Regions from separate parts of the Drosophila melanogaster genome. Here all the other regions are linked to region 3. A link is a contact called in public Hi-C and HiChIP or PLAC-seq data. All regions are on one chromosome and are shown on one strand. Each heading gives the region's core, a stretch centred on a gene start, on an enhancer-like site or on the middle of the called end of the contact. The rest is flanking DNA. Distances are from core to core; before and after follow the strand shown.

The links. Hi-C and Micro-C count contacts between places; a contact is called where the count stands out from the background. HiChIP or PLAC-seq counts read pairs in DNA pulled down with a chosen protein or histone mark.
Region 1: a contact with region 3 is called in an H3K27ac HiChIP or PLAC-seq map of the Kc167 cell line, with 3 times the contacts expected there. The contact joins the promoter of Urm1 here to the promoter of CG7457 in region 3. A contact is called at or near these places in 8 of 107 Hi-C or Micro-C datasets (the Kc167 cell line, the ML-DmBG3-c2 cell line, the S2 cell line and 2 more) and 1 of 6 datasets of contacts at active chromatin or transcription factors (the Kc167 cell line).
Region 2: a contact with region 3 is called in a Hi-C map of the Kc167 cell line, with 2.6 times the contacts expected there. The contact joins the promoter of CG32369 here to the promoter of CG7457 in region 3. A contact is called at or near these places in 5 of 107 Hi-C or Micro-C datasets (the Kc167 cell line, the OSC cell line, gastrula embryo and 1 more).

What each region holds. Positions count from the first base shown.
Region 1 is chr3L:7,638,909-7,642,131 of dm6, forward strand. It overlaps Urm1 (Ubiquitin-related modifier 1), which reads right to left and starts at 1,538. Exons shown (of 5, transcript NM_206296.3): 1 at 1,496-1,538; 2 at 1,362-1,429; 3 at 1,217-1,298; 4 at 1,108-1,156; 5 at 903-1,051. The coding sequence starts at 1,533. The coding sequence ends at 983. It overlaps Pura (Puratrophin-1-like), which reads left to right. Exons shown (of 17, transcript NM_206294.3): 17 at 1-665. The coding sequence ends at 129. It overlaps CG7506, which reads right to left and starts at 2,740. Exons shown (of 2, transcript NM_139887.5): 1 at 2,178-2,740; 2 at 1,890-2,119. The coding sequence starts at 2,675. The coding sequence ends at 1,907. snoRNA:Me18S-A1806 (a small nucleolar RNA gene) reads left to right here and starts at 809; the gene lies at 809-886.
Region 2 is chr3L:7,808,203-7,811,764 of dm6, forward strand. CG32369 reads right to left here and starts at 1,623. Exons shown (of 7, transcript NM_001259731.3): 1 at 795-1,623. It also overlaps a transcript of Pdp1 not described here.
Region 3 is chr3L:7,725,196-7,728,756 of dm6, forward strand. It overlaps CG7457, which reads right to left and starts at 1,278. Exons shown (of 5, transcript NM_001316447.1): 1 at 890-1,278; 2 at 657-828; 3 at 1-602. The coding sequence starts at 1,160. The region is part of intron 1 of CG32373; the gene reads left to right. CG8492 reads right to left here. Exons shown (of 1, transcript NM_139894.3): 1 at 2,609-3,561. The coding sequence ends at 2,710.

The DNA of each region.
Region 1 (3,223 bases), core at 288-2,787, 86 kb before region 3:
AGCAGTTGGTCCACATCAACGACTGGAGCATCCGGAGCTTCAACGACGAGTGCATCCACGGTAATCCTGCGGCGATATCGATCCTACGCCCACGCAGCGGAGTCCGCCAGTCCGGAAAGCGGCAAATAGAGGAGCTCCTGGAGCATCGCATCTAGATATAGTATAAATCCCCATTAATAGCTTTAGCAGAACGGTTTCATCGGATCCCATGTAGTATCATCGTATTACGTTCGATCGCTAATTTTATTTCATTATTTTTGTTATTTATTATTTATTACATTTTTAGTTTTCGTTAATTTGTCATAGTCGCTGCTTTTCGTTTTGCCTTGTTTATCGGAAAAATCAGTCGAAATTATTGAATTCAGCGTGTCAATGTCGAAGCAAGTTTCATACATATCTAGTTCTTAGTCCACACAATCGAACGATCCGCACCACACACACACAGAAATCGATGGGAGCCATGAGCAGCACCCGAAAAAGGGGCGTGGCCGATGCCCAACATATCTGAATCGAACTTCATTACGTACAGTTAGTTGATATGTAACCTAAGTGCCTATAGTTAAAATAATCGTAAACGAACATTAAAAAAATATATCTATACTTCATAATAACTCGATAAATAATTTTAAGCGAAAATTTAAATTCAATAAATGTTGCTTCAATGTAAAACTAACGTGTTGTCCTTACTTCGAATTACCCGCCAAACCGCATCTGGATTGTTCTATTTTTAACTTCCCTACAATTCCCAAGTGCTTGTTCAATGCTGTGCTTTTATAAATAGCGAAAACCTGCTAGCTTACAATCTCTAGATGATATGATGAAAACTTTACTACCCGAACCATCGTGTGGGCCTTTGCCTCTGGTAAAGGGACGTAATTCTGATTCAGTCAAAAACTGTTTTTGTTTGTTTTTTGAATACAATTTAATGGGTTGTAGTATAAAAATAAACTTTTCTCCTATAATTTAGATTCCAGAACGTTTTTTAACCACCGTGTAAAGTTGATATAAACAACACATTGTCGTTGGGCTGCAGCTCGTAGTCCAGTTCACCCTAGAAGTTGAGTTAATTATAGTTTTTAGAATTCCATATTCTGTACTCTTACTTACCAGCAATTCCCAGTCTGTATCATTTATGAGTACTAAAATTCCAGGTCGCCTGAAAACATACAATAGAAAGTATAGACTATGTATCCCTTATAGTTTAAGCCAAACTTACACAGTATCTCCTTGAAGAAAAAGTTCCGGACGCTCCGTTAAAATATTCGCATGCATCCACTTAAGCAGATTAGCAATAGTCCCTTTAAAATATATATAATTCATAACCGATTTCACTCAAGTTTAAAACATCTTTTAGAACATACATTTTTGTTTACCGTCCAAGTTCAATTCACGGCGTTTTATGTTACCAAATAGTAACTCCGCCCCTGCACTACGAAATTAAATTACAAATTGTCTCATTTATTGGAAATAATAATTCGAACAAGGCTTTATATACCTGAATTCTAATATGATTTTTAATTCCGGCGTGCCCATCATATGTTCGATGTAAATAAATGTGTGACCGCGTCTAAGCTTTTCAAAAAAATCCACCATTCAAAAATAATACCAAATATAGAATCCTAATTTCTAAAAAGTCTGGCAACCACATGCTCTAAACTTCCAAAAATTATTGCATTTTGAAAGAAATTATAATTTGTACGTAAATTTACCTTTACCATTCACCTTCGACGAGGGGACTCAGCATTATAATTATTCCCATTGAGAAACATAAACAGGTGGCATTCCAATGGAACGCTAGGTAAAGTTTTCATTAGCATATTATGATCTGTGCTCTAAGAAGACATTTTACATTTCGTTGTGAATTTATGAAATTAAAAAAAACACGTTATCATAAAGAGCGTTTTTTTTATTGCTTCTCCTCGCTCGTTTTCGACTTTTCAGGATTCGGAGTCAGATCCAGTTTGAAATCGATCGGTTTGTCGTAACCCATTATCTTAACATAGTGCTCGGGATCATCGAAAAGCGCTGGATCCACAAACAGAGGTCGTTTGTTGACCAGAAAAGAGGTGAACATGCCGGGAACCTCCGGAACGACCACATCATTTGGTCGGAAAGTAGTCTAAAAGGTAAATAATATGTACATTGAAGGCAAGCTCTTTTAAATTTGCTCTACCCACCTTGATTTTTTGCAGAAGCAGGGATATTGTGGTGGCCGTGTACTCCTCCGTTAGTGGATTGTAGTGCAGCTCCGTCACGTATTTCTTGGTAATAAAGTGCAGCAGCAGAGGAGTCACAAAGGTGAAGAATCCACCGACGGTGCAGAGGAATACGGCCATTCCAGTTCCTCCGATTTTCATTCCCTGCTCGAGAAGAATGGGCTGGGCGGCCAAGCCGGCTAAGCTGGTGCTCAGCGAAAAGAACTTGACCATTTTCATGCGTGGCGCAAGAGTTCCATAGTAGATCCGCTGCAGTGCATCGTCGGATTCAGTTTTCGTCGACTTCACCGAAAGCCACCTGTTTTGCTGGAAGTTCTGTGGTTGTGACTGCTGTGGTCTTGTCCATGAGGCACTAGTAATGCATCTGCAGTTGTGGGGCAGGGTAATCTGACGGCTGACATTTCCCAGGACAACAGCAAAGTGTTTCCCTTTTGGCAGCATCGCTCGCAGGCCTAACATGGTGTAATTTACTTATTTCAGTAGAAATAAACAGCTGTTTTTGCCGAACGTTAAATAACACGAGTTGCAGTGTGGCCCACACTTGGGCGCTAAAAGAATCCAGAAACGATACGTCTATTCAAAATATACCAACTCTCCTTTTGAATACCGAAACAGGAAACGGCAACATTGCACTGACAACGGAAATTTAAATCGATACTGACTATTTTTACTTATTGATACTAAAAACAAATATTAAAAATTTAAAATCCTAAAATTCTAACATTTCTAAGCTAAAATTAATTTACATTAAACCGACCAATATTACAATCTTATAAGATAAGATTCTCTTTAAAAAATACAAAAATAAAAATTAATAATAATTACACTTGTACTTACCAATTAGGAGCTGATTATTTAACACTTATACATCGATTAAAATTCACTTACACTCACGCTTAAAACGGTAGGAAAGGCGTTTGCAAATATTATTCAAAGTGTTGACCTACTTTAGGATATTGCTGCCAAAAAATTCGATTGTATTTCCCAATGATTTTCCAACCAATTCG
Region 2 (3,562 bases), core at 373-2,872, 83 kb after region 3:
CATATGCGGTCGAGGGGGGGAGAGGGAAGGAGCCCAGTTTCTCGCTTTGGTAGCTGACGAATATTGGGTGGTGACCCCGACAAATTGGCGAATCTTTAGTAGATTATCGGGGATTGGAAACTGTTAACCAGAGAATTACGAAAGCGATGACAACGCGACAGATTCAAGGAAAATGAATGAAATGAAAATGAAAAAAACTGACGTTTTTTTTTACCAGTTATATTTTATATACTTTAACTTTGTATATAAAATTTGTGTCAACTATAATTTAACGAGGTTGAATTGTTTATTTTCTTAATTTTACTTCTTTTAAAATTCCCAAATCGTTCTTTCCACCATTTGTTTTTTGCTTATCTGAGCTAATTTATCGCGAAATCGTTAAGATATATATTTTTCCACGGAAGTTTTATCACACATTAAATATAAATGATTATCAAGTGCAGGCCGAATTCAATTGGCCACAGAACGTCAACAAAGCAGCGCGGAAAAAACGCTTAGTAATGCCTTTAAAAATATGGCAACACGTAAGAGCCGCCCCTGCAGTTTTCCCTCCGCTAGACTCAAGCAGTGCACTTTTTGTTTTCACAATCATTGCAGATAGCAAATGAAAAACTGTTTTCCCCGACAAAGAGCGAAAAACTAAGAGAGAGACTTGAATGTGCCAATCTTTGAAAACGCAACTTTGTCGAGCGTTCATTCACATTGAAAACAGAGGCATAGCATGTGGTTTGATGTCGTAACACACACAAAGAGAACCCGAAAGAGTGGCAAAGAGAGCGCAGAAATGGAATTACCTGTCGCTGTTGAACCGCGCCTCCTTGTTTTTCCCCAAAAAAGGGTAGGTTTTTCGCGGGGGGTGCGGCGTGTACTGTTGCTCAAGAATCACACACAGACACACACACTAACACACGAAATTCTCCCTCTTCTTCTTGCAATTTATTTAAAATTTTGTTGTTGTATTTAGTTGTATATATTTTTGTTTGCCAAAAATTTATAGCCACACGCGTGCGAAAAAATCGAATTGGGGAATCTATTCACTCGTGTTATGTGTTGTTTGATATTTATATATATTTTTTTTTTTGTTTTGTAAGAACTTGGAACGGCGCTTGTCCGTCGGCTTTACGTAACCCCGCCGCACACACGGGTTAACTTTTTTTCTTTCTTTCTCGTAAAGGGTGTGCGGCAATTTGGGGGGGGCTGCACTTGGACCCCCTTTTTATATTTTGTGACTAATTTATTTATTTCATTTATTCACACCGAGAAACACGCGAGCGAGCACCTTTATTTTATTTTATTTATTTCTTTGATTACGTTGGCGTTTGTTTTGTAATACGCTTACGTTACGCGACGAGACAGAAAGAGAGAGAGCGAACGCACTGGGCGAAAGAAATAGCGACAACAGCAGCAACGGCGGCAACGTGTTCGAGTGGCTCGGCGATGATTTGCTTATGGGGTGCGCTCCACTTTGTTGCTTTTTTATTTGCCTTTTTTATTATTCATACTTTTTTTTTGTATAATTTTTATTATTTTGCTTTTTGTATTTGTATTACGGCCTGGTTTTTTTTTTCAAACTCTCCCTGCTGTCTGAACTTGCCACGGCCGCTGTTCAACAGCGAATGACTGCTGTGAAAAGTCAGTCGTTGGCTTGGAGCGAAAAATTGGCGCTCTCTTTTGGGGTCGACTCTCTTACGCCTCCGTGGATGTGTCTGTTGCGTCATCGATGTCTGTGCCTTGAGCTCTCTTTGTTTAGCACTTCTCTCTCTGGCATTTTATTTTTTTTTTTAATTTTTGCCGGCAAACCGTCAACTGTCACAACAGGCGACGCCAAGAAAAATGATGGGGCAGCGGGGGCTGCGGTGGGTGATTTGCAAAACTATTGGGTTGGGGGATAGTGGGTGGTGTTGGGGGTGCTAGTTTGCCAGTGGGCGTCATTTATCGTATGATGCGCATTTCCGGCGCCACTCAACAGACTACAGCCATATAAACACCAAGCAAACATCAATAATCACAACAGATACGGTCGATTTTCTGTTACTTAAACTAAATTACATATATAAAATTTTGTAATTTTGTTTAATACGCAAATATAGTTTTTAGATTATGTAAAATAGAATAAAAGCTTACTCAAATAACTTATAAAATTAATAACGAAATTTGTATAACAAAATACACAATAGATTAAACTGTGAAAATATAAGTTGATTAATTCTCAGACATGTCATTACAAGATGTATTAATTTTATAATCCTTAAACAGGTTTTGAAGCTATAGATTTCCTATCCCGATAGAGCTCAGAGTTGTTAAAGTTCGTCTGTAATATCGAATATCTGCGTTTCGTAAGTGTTGTGTGGCTATTACATATTGTTTTGTCATTTAACGCAAATTACGTATACGACGCGTTGACCTCATTTGGGTTGATCAACAAATGCAGTTGTCGACAAACTTGGCTTATAACAACCGCGTATCGCTTCCCCTCCCCCTACTTCCCGTCTTTCTCTTTTGGCTCCGCTTGGCTTGTATTTCAAGCTCAAGTTCAACGTTGTCTGTTAGCGGTTGCCTGCATACTACCAGTTTTCATGCTGCTGCTGCTGCTGCTGCTGCTGCGTTTCCATTAACATTTTGAGTGGCCGTTGTTGTTAACTCATTTTTCGCTTTCGTAAGTCTTGGACAGTATAAAAATATGCGGGGCGGGCGAGTGGAGTCCGCTTATGTTTGAGCATTGCTCGCATTTATTGCAACATTTCCCCATAGGGAAGTAATCGAATTGCTTTGCCTCAGGTCTGGGTCTGGTTTAAGCCTGCATTCAAAAAAAAAACAAAGCTTGAAAGTTTACAGATTAAAACATATTAAAATTAACAAAATTTATTCTAATATATATTTTCAAATTTCTGAGTTGTAGAATCTCAATAATCTTTAATTGTTTAGCAATTAACGTTATTTTAGTAGTACCATATATTTTAATACCATGTACAATTATATAATTAAATTTTGACTGTGTACCGGTTATACAGCTCCCATTTCTCAAATAGTTGGCGCTGCTTTTGTTGTTCATCAACGGAAATTAGCTGCGAGTTTCATGTTTGAAATGTTTATTTTGTAAGCAATATATGAGGAAATTAGTTTCAGTTTTTTTTTTTTGCTTTATTATGTTTTTTGCATAATAGTGTATATCACCGATTTGGGCTTTGGTTCAGCTGAATTTGAAATAGGTGTGTGAAGCTGACAAACAAATTATTTATTTTTTTTCGTTGTTTTAGTGAATGTTAATTGAAGTCGGGCGAGTTTCGTTTGTTGCCAAGTGGAAGTGAGAATTTGTCTTATGATTGGAATCCATGGAAGTTTTTCCACAGATTAAATGTTGAATGGTATACATTGTTTTAGAATGCGCATTTTATCCGAACTTGAAGTTCGTCATTTCAGTTCTTGAGTTTCCGGCAGCTTTATTTAGCGACATGTCAACTGCACCCAACAGTTTTAACAGCTTATCTCATATCCAGTTACCATTTTCAGATCCTCTCTCCACTCACCAATTATGCAATCAACTTGACCTCCAGTTACTCAA
Region 3 (3,561 bases), core at 28-2,527:
CCTGATTGAGCTCAGCGTTTTCTAACATTTTTTGGTAATAAGTCAGAGCTTTCTCGTAGTTCATCAGATGACAGCAACCGTCGCCGAGTTTCTCGTACAGGCCCTTCAATTTGGCATAGTCTACGGAACTGGTAAGTACCAGTTCATCTAGTGTCTGGCAGACTTTGACTACGATTCTTAGCTGCTTCTCAATATTCACACGATCATTCTCATCCGGCGTGTTTTTCTTGTAAGCCTTGGTAAGTATTTGCTTGGCGCTGGCAAAGTCTCCTGCCTTAATAAGAATCTCTGCCTTGGTGATAAGCGTCTCGCAGATCTTCTTAACCTTGTTTGGAAACCGCTTTGCCACCTCCAAAGCCATATTGCAAAATCGAAGCGCAGCCGTTGCGTCGTTCTTTTTGCAAATGTAGAGCAAGCTCATTGAAATGTAGCACAAATGGGTCAGGTCCCACAACTCATGTGTTTTGCTGATCTTAATGGCTTTGTCGATGTACTCAATGGACTCTTGGAAAGCTTCCATGTGCTCCTTAACTACGCCGATGTTCAGGTAGCAGCGAGCTTGCATATCCAACTGCTCTAGCTTCGAAATCTGACCTGAAAGGCTGTAAAATTGTGTTATGCAACCCTGTATCTTCGTCATAATGATGACAACCTACTCTTTGATCAGCAGCAGGCTGCGAAGAAAGTTCTTCTCGGCCAGTTTAAGTTGCTCCATTGATCCGGAAGCGGAACTGTCCGCCAGGCTCTGGCCGTGCAGAAGATGAACACGTCCCAAAGTGGCATAGGCTCGCTGTTCCTCCACCTGATTCTTTAATCGTTTCGCAATCTCTAGGAATACAGATTTGGCGGATTTACAAGGGGATCCTTTTCTGAAATACCAACAACTCACTCAGGTAATCGTTGATGTGATCCTTTGCTGCATCGTAGTCGCACAGCAGCGTGTACATCTCGCCGACCATCCTCTTGGCCTTGGCCGTCTCCAGTTCCTTGCCCATAGAGGCGTATATCTGGGCCTCCTGGACATATTCCCTGACTGCATCGGTGTATTTGCCCTGCTGGTTGTAGAAGTCGCCCAGCTGGTTGCAACTGACTGCCACCTGATCTCGATTACCATCGCTGCGCGCCTTTTCCTTGCGCTTAAGGTAGCGCTTCTCTTCCATTAAACAGCACAAACAAAAAGGGACAAGGAGAAGAATAAGCAATACAATAAATTTCACAACATTCCAAACATTATATTTTGCGATCGGCGGGAACTAGCGATGAGTAATAACATTTCGATACTATCGATGCTCGTAGAGATCGATACAACAATCGATTATTTCTCTGATTCGATGTCCTGTAAAGAGAATATGGTCACATTGTCGTTATTGATCAATTTTAATAAATTTAAGTGTTTAACCGTTATATTGAGTATATATGAATTATATGCCTAATACTTATACATTCAAAATATAATACTTTTTTCGAAAATTATCTATTATCCATTTACTAGCCAACATGAATTAGAAAAGCCAAATTGTAAGTAAAAATCGAACTTACGAAAGCTTTAAACTGCAAATAGGGACATGTACATATCTTGCAAATCTAGTCGCAAAAGCTTTTTTAAGGGAGTTGTTAAGCGGGCAACGAAAAAACCTATATACATACATATACACACATATGATTGACTTCGGTATACATAGGCTTCGGTTGGTTTGTTTTGTCTTCAGGTCTCTTTTTTGGGAAAGAACTTAAGAACCAGAAAACCTGATCCCAAATTTAGGCATTCTGCAGTATATGATACACTTATGAGTGTGTCGATCCCAGCTTTTAGTTTATGTTGGACAATAAACACATTTGTGAGCAGTATTCATTGAGGTTCTTGTTTGTGAAGTCCACTTTAAACTTCTGAAGTGAACATTTTAAACTTTTTTTTAAAATAAAAGTGAAAAAATAACAGTAAGCCTTTTATAACTGCATTAGAAAAATTTGTAAATGTATAATAATTCTTCTAATTGCTTCACGCTGAAAAAGTCACTACAAAAATAAGTAACCCGACACCAAAAAAGGTAGAACCAAATTCAACAACTGAATATTCTAAACTTTTTTTTTAGATTAATTGATTTTAATTTGCAACCATATAAATATGTTTAAGTTCACCAAGTATGGATTTGATGTGTAGTTAAGAAAACTTAAAGGTTTCTGCGCTTGTAATTAACACTGTGAATACGAAATGCGCATTCTTTTAGGCGTTTTCAAAACGACTCTTTCAAATAACTCGACTAATTTCAAATACATATAACCAGACCGTTATGCCTAAAAAGTAATATGCAAGTTGCTGAAATGAAAGAACATTTTTGGGAAAAATTCAAAACACGTATTCTTTGGCTTTGTTGATGTGCTAACTCGGTTTTTGTGCTAACAAGATTTGGCCAAAACTGGTTGTCAAAAATTAATCAAAGCTGTTTAAGACCACGGTTCAATCGCACTTGACGACATTCGGCGCGTTGTCAGCTTTGCCCGCCAACCAGTCTCTGAAATTGAATTAATTTTCGTAAATTTCGCATTCGCATGGTTTTTATTTTTATTTTATTATCTAAATCCTATTTATAAGGCTTATGGATTAATTATGCATGAGTATTCTGCCATTAAGTTTAGCATATTGCTGGTTACATCGATCAATACCGTTTATTTACAATTCTCGAAACTGTCACACTAATGGAAATCCCATTAGTTTTTGTTCCAATTCAGGTATACATCAAAGGCACTTTTTGGCCTACTTGTAGTGTTCCTATTTTGACCAAAGTCGTAAGAAAGCACGGTTTTTGCTCCCGTTTTAACCTTGTTTTCCTGATATTTTGCATAATATGGACTAATGGTAGTTTGATTTTGATTTACAGCTAATGTGGAAGCTTTTTGATTTGTTGTTGTTGTGGTTTTCTCAAACTTAGCCTTGAATTTCTGGAAAAATGGATGGTCGAAGGGATCTTTAGTGGTGACACTTTTCTTCGTCGTTGAGGTAAATAAGTATGGCCTTGGTGTGGTGCTTGTTTGACGAGTTGAAAATGCCGTTATCGCTGAATAACGAGTGGTGGATCTTGTCGTGGGCGGTTGCCGAGTTGTTGGTGAGTAACGAATCGTTGTGCTTGGACGAGTGCTTGTAGTTGAGCGTGTGGTAGGCTTATTTATGGATACATAATGATATGGAGACTTAGTTGTTGAACGATTTGTCGAAATTGTATTATTTCTTGGTAAATATATTGCCGAGTTTCGATTTGTGGTCTGTGTTATTACAGATTGGCGGGTTGTTGGAATATATCGAGTGGTTGTAAGTGGTCGAGTTGTTGTGGAAGGCCGAGTTGTGGGTTTGCTTACTGTTGGATACGGTGTTGTTGCTCTTGTTGTTGTTGTATATTGTTTTTGAGTTGTATAAATTGGGCGTCGGGTGATTGAAGTTGGTGTACGAGTAGGTTGGTAAGTAGTCAAACCTACAGTTGGACGAGTAGTTGGGGAAACAGATGCACGAGTAGTTGTACGAGTAGTTGGGCGGGTAGTTAGACGGGTAGTTGGACGAGTAGTTGG